3 separate regions of the Gossypium hirsutum genome follow, and all the other regions are linked to region 2. A link is a contact called in public Hi-C data. All regions are on one chromosome and are shown on one strand. The core of a region is the stretch at or near the end of the contact, and the rest is flanking DNA. Distances in the headings are between cores, read along the strand shown. Region 1 holds the start of LOC107952708 (transcription factor LAF1). Region 2 holds the start of LOC107952364 (transmembrane ascorbate ferrireductase 1). Region 3 holds the start of LOC121202989 (remorin).

Evidence for each region. A called contact is a pair of places that touch in the nucleus more often than the background predicts.
Region 1: a Hi-C map of leaf shows a contact between it and region 2, with 7 times the contacts expected there. The contact joins the promoter of LOC107952708 here to the promoter of LOC107952364 in region 2. A contact is called at or near these places in 8 of 34 Hi-C or Micro-C datasets (callus, hypocotyl, leaf and 1 more).
Region 3: a Hi-C map of leaf shows a contact between it and region 2, with 8 times the contacts expected there. The contact joins the promoter of LOC121202989 here to the promoter of LOC107952364 in region 2. A contact is called at or near these places in 3 of 34 Hi-C or Micro-C datasets (leaf and petal).

Annotation. Positions count from the first base shown.
Region 1 is chrA08:63,767,915-63,770,704 of Gossypium_hirsutum_v2.1, reverse strand. LOC107952708 (transcription factor LAF1) reads left to right here and starts at 1,287. Exons shown (of 3, transcript XM_016887871.2): 1 at 1,287-1,522; 2 at 1,871-2,000; 3 at 2,099-2,767. The coding sequence starts at 1,387. The coding sequence ends at 2,582.
Region 2 is chrA08:63,592,772-63,595,502 of Gossypium_hirsutum_v2.1, reverse strand. LOC107952364 (transmembrane ascorbate ferrireductase 1) reads right to left here and starts at 1,370. Exons shown (of 4, transcript XM_016887626.2): 1 at 997-1,370. The coding sequence starts at 1,140.
Region 3 is chrA08:63,724,354-63,727,107 of Gossypium_hirsutum_v2.1, reverse strand. It overlaps LOC121202989 (remorin), which reads right to left and starts at 1,442. Exons shown (of 5, transcript XM_016847004.2): 1 at 1,055-1,442; 2 at 908-958; 3 at 730-817; 4 at 509-590; 5 at 1-419. The coding sequence starts at 1,214. The coding sequence ends at 225.

The sequences.
Region 1 (2,790 bases), core at 38-2,537, 180 kb before region 2:
GTCGGGTTCGGGATGGGTCCAAGCAAAAAATTATGCCAGTTTGTTAGGTCTGGGTTCGGTCTAACCCAAAAAATAGGCCTAAAATTTGTCCAAGTCCAACCCGAATAAAAATGCTAAAATCCAGGCCCGACTCGACCTGCCCATATTAATTTTTTTATATTATATTAGTTTTTACATAATTTTTAAATATATATATATAATACATCAAAATACTAAAAATATTAAAATATTAAAAAATTGAAAATAAATTTTAAAAAATATGTATACTTAAATAATACTAAGATAGACGCAACTTAACAAGAAAATGTCTCTAAAATAATAATAAAATTAACAATAAAACAAGTGTTATACAATATCTAAATAATAACAACAAAATGTAGCAACATAATAGTGAAATGATAGCAAAATAAGGAGAAAACAATAAGAAAATATCATTAAAATAAAAAAAATAGCTTTTTTTTTCATTTAGTGAATTCGGGCCGGGCTGGGCTCGGGCCAAAAATGTCTTACCCGTGACCTGACCCGTTTTTAAAACAAGTCTTATTTTTTTGTCCATGCCCATTTTTCGGGCCTATATTTTTGCCCAAACCCTCCCACTTTTCGGGCGGGCCTTCGGATCAGGTGTCCTGGCCCATGGGCAGGTCTAGAATTCATAAGGAAAACAATATTTTGTTTTGAATTATGTTACACTATAGTAATAATCACCCAATTATGGAAGGTTACAAAATGATGATTTAATTATTAGTAAATTTTTTATTGGTTACTCAAATATGAAAAGTTATAAAATGGACACTTAACTATTTAATTTTATCTTTTTTGTCACCCAACTATATTAAAACTTTTAGGTGTTTTCATTTTTACATTAGTAATTTTAAATTGAATAATTAAATGATAATTTTGTAACTGAAAATCTATAATTTGGTGTTGCCCTTTAAATTATTATTATAAATATATCCCACAGGACAACCAGATTTTTTTGGAAATAATTCCATTTATGAATTATGATAATTTTTCTTTTACTTATTTTATACAAATAAAAAATAATTCCAGTTTGACATAGTAATATATAAAGATTAAATTAATCATTTTAATTAAGGACAAAATGAATTATTCAAATTTGGTTTTACATTTATCAGTAGAGATTATTGAAGTAATAGAAAAACACATATGCATTTGTAGCTAGTTTTACCAGCTCAGACTTAAAGTGGTCCAAACAATACATACATAGCTTCTATTTATTTATTTTCCTTAATTAAAGACCTTGTAGTTGTAGGTTAGGTATGAGAAAGTCAAATAAGATGGTATTTATTGCTTTTGCAGCTTCCCATACCGACTGCCCTTAACCTTCTTCCCTGCCTTTCTCTCTTCTTTGTAATAATTCAAGAAATGGGTTGCAAGCCATCTGATAAGCCAAAAGCTAAGCATAGGAAGGGGTTATGGTCACCTGAAGAAGACCTAAAGCTCAAAAACTATGTCCTCAAACATGGCCATCTTTGCTGGAGCTCTGTTCCCATCAATGCAGGTCTGTTTTCTTGTATTCGTATTAACTTCCCTGCAATATTTGTGTAGCTCATGCTTATCACCACCACTATTAATTTGACTTGTTAGAAGCATTCCTTAGCAAATGAATCTGAACCTAAGATGGTACACTTATTTATTTTATGTGTCATGGTCATGGGATTAATCTTTTTCTACTTTGGTTTGGCAGTCAGTGTCAGTCCAAAATATTCAAGAAATTTCTTTAGTTAAAGACAGCGACTGTTTCTTTCATCGTACACTGTCCCTGTAAAGTGGAAGTGAGAGAGAGTGATGATGAGTGAAATGACGAAAATAGGGTATGAATTAATATGATAGATGCATGGATATCCAGGATTGCAGAGGAATGGGAAGAGCTGCAGACTAAGGTGGATTAATTACTTGAGGCCTGGATTAAAACGAGGGATGTTTACTCCCCAAGAGGACGACGTTATCCTCTCCCTTCATCATTTGTTAGGCAACAAGTACGTACACTTGTCATTAATTGTGAAGAATTATTATATATATATATCCTCAGTTTTACAAGGAACTAATGAAGATGTCTGATCTTTTTATTGAATAGATGGTCCCAAATTGCACAAAGTTTGCCTGGAAGAACAGATAATGAGATTAAGAACTACTGGCATTCTTATCTGAAGAAAAGGATCGTAAAAGTTGAAAATTTGGAAGCTCAACACACATCTTCAACCTCAGAATCTAGTGTGCTGCCTCAAAACCTTACGGACCAATCGGCAAGCTTTGTTACTGATCAAACTGTTCCAATGCATTTTGACTTGCCCCAACGAAGCCCACTGCCGAAGCTTTTATTCGCAGAGTGGCTATCGCTTGATAAAGAAGGTGGAAGTAAGCCAGCAGCTTACTCTGATGGATATAATCAAGCTTCAGCTTCCAGCTTCGAGGATCCTTTCATGAATGGTTTTGTATTCAATGAGGGAGGATTTGGCACTGGTCTTCAGGATCTGCTAAACGATGCATCAGTAAACCAATTGTTCAAGTTTGAATTCCAGATTTCAGGGAACGACTTTATTGGTTCTGGGTGGGAATAATAAAGACAGATGTACTCATCCTTTCTTTCTTTTTTTTGTTCAAAACATATTAGTGATTTCAGTATGAATAATGAGGGAGTGTACATATAAGGCCAAATCTCCATGGGTGCTACCTTGTTTTTTTTATTATCGAAAGTACGGATTCAAGATTCTCAATTTCTTTGTTTAACAGGAAAACTTTAATATTTCTGAAATTTTCATTTAGCTT
Region 2 (2,731 bases), core at 121-2,620:
GCAGTAAAATTGTAAATGGCAGTAAGCAATTTAGAATTAGACGTCAAACTTCATGCAGCATTCAGCATGAAAGAGACATTATTAATCCAGACAAAAAGAATGAGATAAAACTTTGGAATGCAGTAATTATGATTTAAAACCACAATTATTCCATTAATATACAATTTGTTTTTCTTTCTTGGACACTACAAATGAGAGTGATTGCTTCGATCAGTCAAGAAAATGGATAACTAGTTGTGACAACGAAATTTGGGGTTCAATTAGTTAGTTAAATCCAAAGAAAGTTAATGGACACCATCTCCAACATATAGTAAGAAATATGTATATTGTTAGGTACAAGTATGCTTCCTATGTTTCATATTTGAATATTTTATTGATCACCGATATCAGAAACAAATACTCTATAAAATAATTCAGTTAGCATGAATAGGTTCAAGTCCCTCATTCTCCTTCCTCCTAGAAACCTTAACCATGTTAGACAAGTTTTTGATACGGAAAATGGCAGAAGGAACAGGGGATAAAAATACTAACAAGGATGGGAGAAAACAATGTAGATGCTTGACCATATAATATATTATAATGAAGGGTAAGTAGGTAGGTTACTATATTCCATGGTACATGGCTAACCACCGCCACCATATGAAGGTTGACCAGCCACCATCAAATTCTAATAATTAAGGGGCACCCAAACCCAAAACTATAGCAAGGGGGAAAAAAGGGATAATCGAACATGAAATTGTAATAAAATTCAAGGAATCAAACAACAGCGGAACCCCCAAAAGAAGTCTTCTTCATCATTAGTTTAGTGCCTGAGTTTAAGATTATACGAATAATTTGGTGATGGAAGATTTTAACACCATCCAATTTCAACCAAAAGGAACTGTTATGTGATAATAATCGGAGGGGAGAAACAGAAACCAAACAAAGTTGCAGTTGAAGCCATGAAAAGGAAACAAGATTTTGAGGAATCCCAAGAGCAGAAAGGAAAACACTTACATTAAAGATGAGATTTTTGTTAGAAGATTCCCAAGCTAATCCACCCCTGAAGTGAATGCACCAAACCAATACCATAACAGCGCCGGCAATCGCGAGGGCATGAGGCACAAAGGACAAGTGCAAGGCCTTAACTCCTATCGCCATGTTCGCTCTATTCTTTCCAGCAAAATACTGCAGAGCAGAAGAAGTAAAGACTTCCTTATCATAATTGGCTCCTACCTAGTTGTTCCGAGATTTTTGAACCGTTGGATGGAGATCTTTGTTGCATCCTGATTTATGCGACGTGGATATCAAGATGTTTGAATTCTACATTTTTGTTACAGTTTAGTCTCTCTCCCAGCGGATGCCGTCGCGCCACGTGCTTCATTTCAGTCTCCATAGGATACCAACCTACTTTTGTCCTTTTTTAATATGGTACAAATAAGGGATTATCCATTTGAAAAAAAACAAAAAATTATCCAAACCCCCAACATCTATCCCACTTATTATTATTAATTAAATTTGTATTTTCTATTTAAAAATTTTATTTTAAACTATTAATATATACCATTACGAGGAATTCCTATATTTTCATGCCTTTATATAAAAATTAATAATAATAATAATAATAAAACAACTTTAAACTGTAAACTTAAAATATAAAATATCTTAGACTTTTCATCGAATTAAAATATTAGAATATTTTTTACTCACTTTGTGTTCTATATTTCTATATATACTATTATTTAAGTGTATAATTAAATTAATGTCACAAATTAACTGATATTAATTTAATTAAAAAAATTACAATATAGATTGTATTCACTAATATGAAAACTTTTTTTGACGTGCTACAAAAGAAAATAATAATAAATAATTTGATTTGCATTCTTTTATTATTAATCTAATACATTTATCTATTTAATTTCTTTTTACTTTAAATTTAGTTCATATTGAGAAGCAAACAAACAAACAAAAGGAGTAGTCCCATTGAGAGGTGAAGTCATGCATGATATCACCAAAATGAAACAAATTGCAATACCAAACCAATCAGAGAAGTTTAAATGGCAATAACAGATTTAGGTCACTGGAGGATTTTTGTCAACCTTTCTCAGTTACAATATTACTGGATAAAGCCCATTTCTTCCACTTCCTTCAAATATGATCTCACATTCCTAACCCTTTTCTTTGTTTAAAAAACCATTTTCCAAATATCAAATTTGTTTATTGAATTTTCTTGCCCCGAGAAAAAGGAGGATTAAAATAAATAAACCAATATCTGTTCCCCACTCAGAAGCTGTAGAGAGTTCCCAAAAGCTAGAAAATGCTTCCATGCTGAAATAAGCTCTAGACGGCACTTACCACAACAATAAAGGCAAATTTTAAAATTTTATGTATTTTTACTTATTCTAGAAAGTTTTTTTTTTAACAACTATTGCTATGATTTTCTTTAGGATAGGTTTAAAGTCTCATATCTTAAAAAGTAATTTCCTTTTTTTTTTTTACTTTGAAGAAGAAATAAAGTGGATATATTTATTTGGTAAATATAATTTTTATAATTCTATAAAATTTTTATATATTTCTTGAATTTTAGATTGTTTATAGATTTAATAATTTTTATCTTGTTTATATTTTATATTAATTTACTTTTAATTATTAGGTTATAATGAGGCACAATATTAAAGTCTCATGTCATCACACTTAATACCATGACTTATCCCGTGAAAAATTATAAAGTATAAAAAATATAGGGGCT
Region 3 (2,754 bases), core at 193-2,692, 130 kb before region 2:
TCAAACTATTACCTTCATGCTTCAACATTATTACATCAAAAATTTGCTTCTAACAAATTCAATAACCAATTTTTTACTTAATGCTATTATATACACAATTACACACAGAAATACATACACACAGAACAATGGTTAATGCTTTCACCATATTAAAACTCAAACAAACATATTTTTAAATGAACTCTAAGAGAATAAAATGACCCCATTTTCTAATGATTTCATCCTCAACAACAACCAAGGGTCTTGTTCGGAGTGGTTCCGGTGGCACGGTACTTTGCCGCCAACTCCTCCGCTTTGAGAACATCCTCCCCTCGCTTAGCTTCAACGATTGCCTTCTTCTCTTCTGCTTCCTTGTGGATTAAGGCTGCCTTGTTTTTCATTTTTTCCACATACTCGGCCTTCTGCTTGTCTAACTTTTCCTGCTCATATATATAATTCAACACTCAACACTCAATAACAATAATAATAATAATCATCTTCATCCAAGGATGCTTGATTAAATTAATACCTCAATCCTTTTTAGCTCAGCCTCTATAGCTGCTTTCTTGGTATTCTCCCAAGCCGCAATAGAAGAAAGCTTCTTCTGTGCTCTGCTCAACCATATCAATAAGCTTTGAGTAAGAAAGCAGCCAGAAAACATAATTTAATTGCATGGTTATGGTATGCAATCATTTTTATATCAGTTTTCCTATAATTTTCACAATAAGGCAAGGGGAAGAAAGTTGATACTTGTTCTCAGCTTTGCTTTTTTCACTTTCTTCCCAAGCGTTGATTAGTGAAATTCGCTTCTCAGTCGCAACTCTAGCAAGCACAGCATCTGGAGAAAGACAGCCGGGGGAAATTTTCAATTTAATCATATTCTAAATACTAAGATTTTGTGAAACGCAAGATGGAGAAACGAAATTACCTCGATCAACAGACACCTCCGTGCTTTTCTTCTCCGTCGACTCTGCCGCCTCTGCATATCATCAAATTTTTATTATTAGAAAAAATGAAACACGCAGAAGCAGAAGCAGAGCTGAAACGGAAAAAGAAGGGATATATAGATATATACTTTCGATGGGTTCGGGAGGCTTTTCCGTAGAGTCGGCGGGCTTTTCTTCAGTAGGAGGAGGTGGAGTCACGGATTTTTCCACGGCGGCTTCGGTGGGTGGCGGCGGAGGGTCGGAGGGGATTTCGGATTCAAGCTTCTTGGGTTCTTCGACATCTGCCATGTGGGCGTGCACAAAAAAGAGAATTTAAAACTGAAAGTGAAGAAAAAGAGGTGGTTGAGATATTATAGTTAGGTTGGGGTTGGGGGGCAGAGAACAGACTTTAACTGTAGCTTCTTCCATTGACTGACTGAGCTGTATTGTAGGTACTACTGGGTAACTTATGAGTTGGCAGAAAGCGACTCTAAACTTGCTGCTTTTACCTTCCTTATTTTTCAGGATGTGAAATCTAATAAATTCATGTTAAAATATTAATATTTAAATTTTTTAGGCTTTTTTATAAAAATAACCTAAAAAATAATTAATTACTTAAATAATTTATTTTTTTATAAAATACGAAAATAACTCAAATTTTATAGTAAAAATTGGTGGAACTAAAGTGTTTTGGGCCACCAACCGCGTCAACAATCTGTATTAAAAAATTAATTTTTTTGTGAAACTATATAGAATAGCACTACTTATATAAATACTAAGGAAATACTTTGATTTTCGAAAATATGATGATTTAAGAAAATTTACTTTTTTCTGATAGAGCCAAATAAATTGGCGCCACCAAATTCCAAGATAATAGCCTATCTACCTATTTGCCTATTTGCTTATTAAAACAGATTAATTTTTTATTTTTTTCATCCACGTTACTTTTTCTAATTCTTTATCCTTTTTCCTTTTTTTTAAGGTTTTTTATTTGTCATTTATTTATTTGTTTATTATTGGTTTTATAAAATGTGAGTATTTTTTTAATTTTAAATATATTTTTTAAAATTTAAATATTATTTTTTCAATTTTAAATATAATTTTTTAATATTATAAAACATTTAAAATAATTATTTTTAAAGATATGACTTTTCAAATTTATTATTTGTTGAATAATATTTTAAATATTTTTTAATTTTAAATATAATTTTCTAAAATTATTTTTAAAGATATTCAAATTCTTTTTTAAATTATATTTAAATTTTTAAAATTTAATATTTAATTTGGTGGAGCCATTCTAAATGGATCTCACTTTATTACAAGTGTAATTTTTTTATTTTTTTAATATAAATATTTAATATTTTATTTTAGTGGAGCCATTTTGTATAGCCCCGTTCTCTAGCATATATTGAATGGTGAAATTGTTGTGTTTAGTAGAAGAATTCAAAAATTCTGTTGAATATGAATAATGAGGTGTTTTTGGTGTACGTTCTTTTTTATGGTAAAATTGTAGAATGTGATGTTGGTTGTGTATTTCAATGTCGACAAAGATAGGGTTGCAATTCAAAAAAAAAATGTGAAGCTGGTAGAAATGAAAAAGAATATCAGTGCGAAAATAGCTATCTATTGTGGAAGGGCAATGTTCAGATTATTTTACAAGTTTCCAATCTCTATAGATCCGTTCAAATTTATGAGATGCAACTATTAGATAATGATGACTTAGGCACTATGATGGAAATATGGTGGTCGACTGGGAGTGAGAACCCTAACCAATTGAGTTATTTGCTGAGTTAGTAGACTTAGAGCCTGTTGAGAATGTTAGTCAAATAAGTCAACATCACAAATTTGA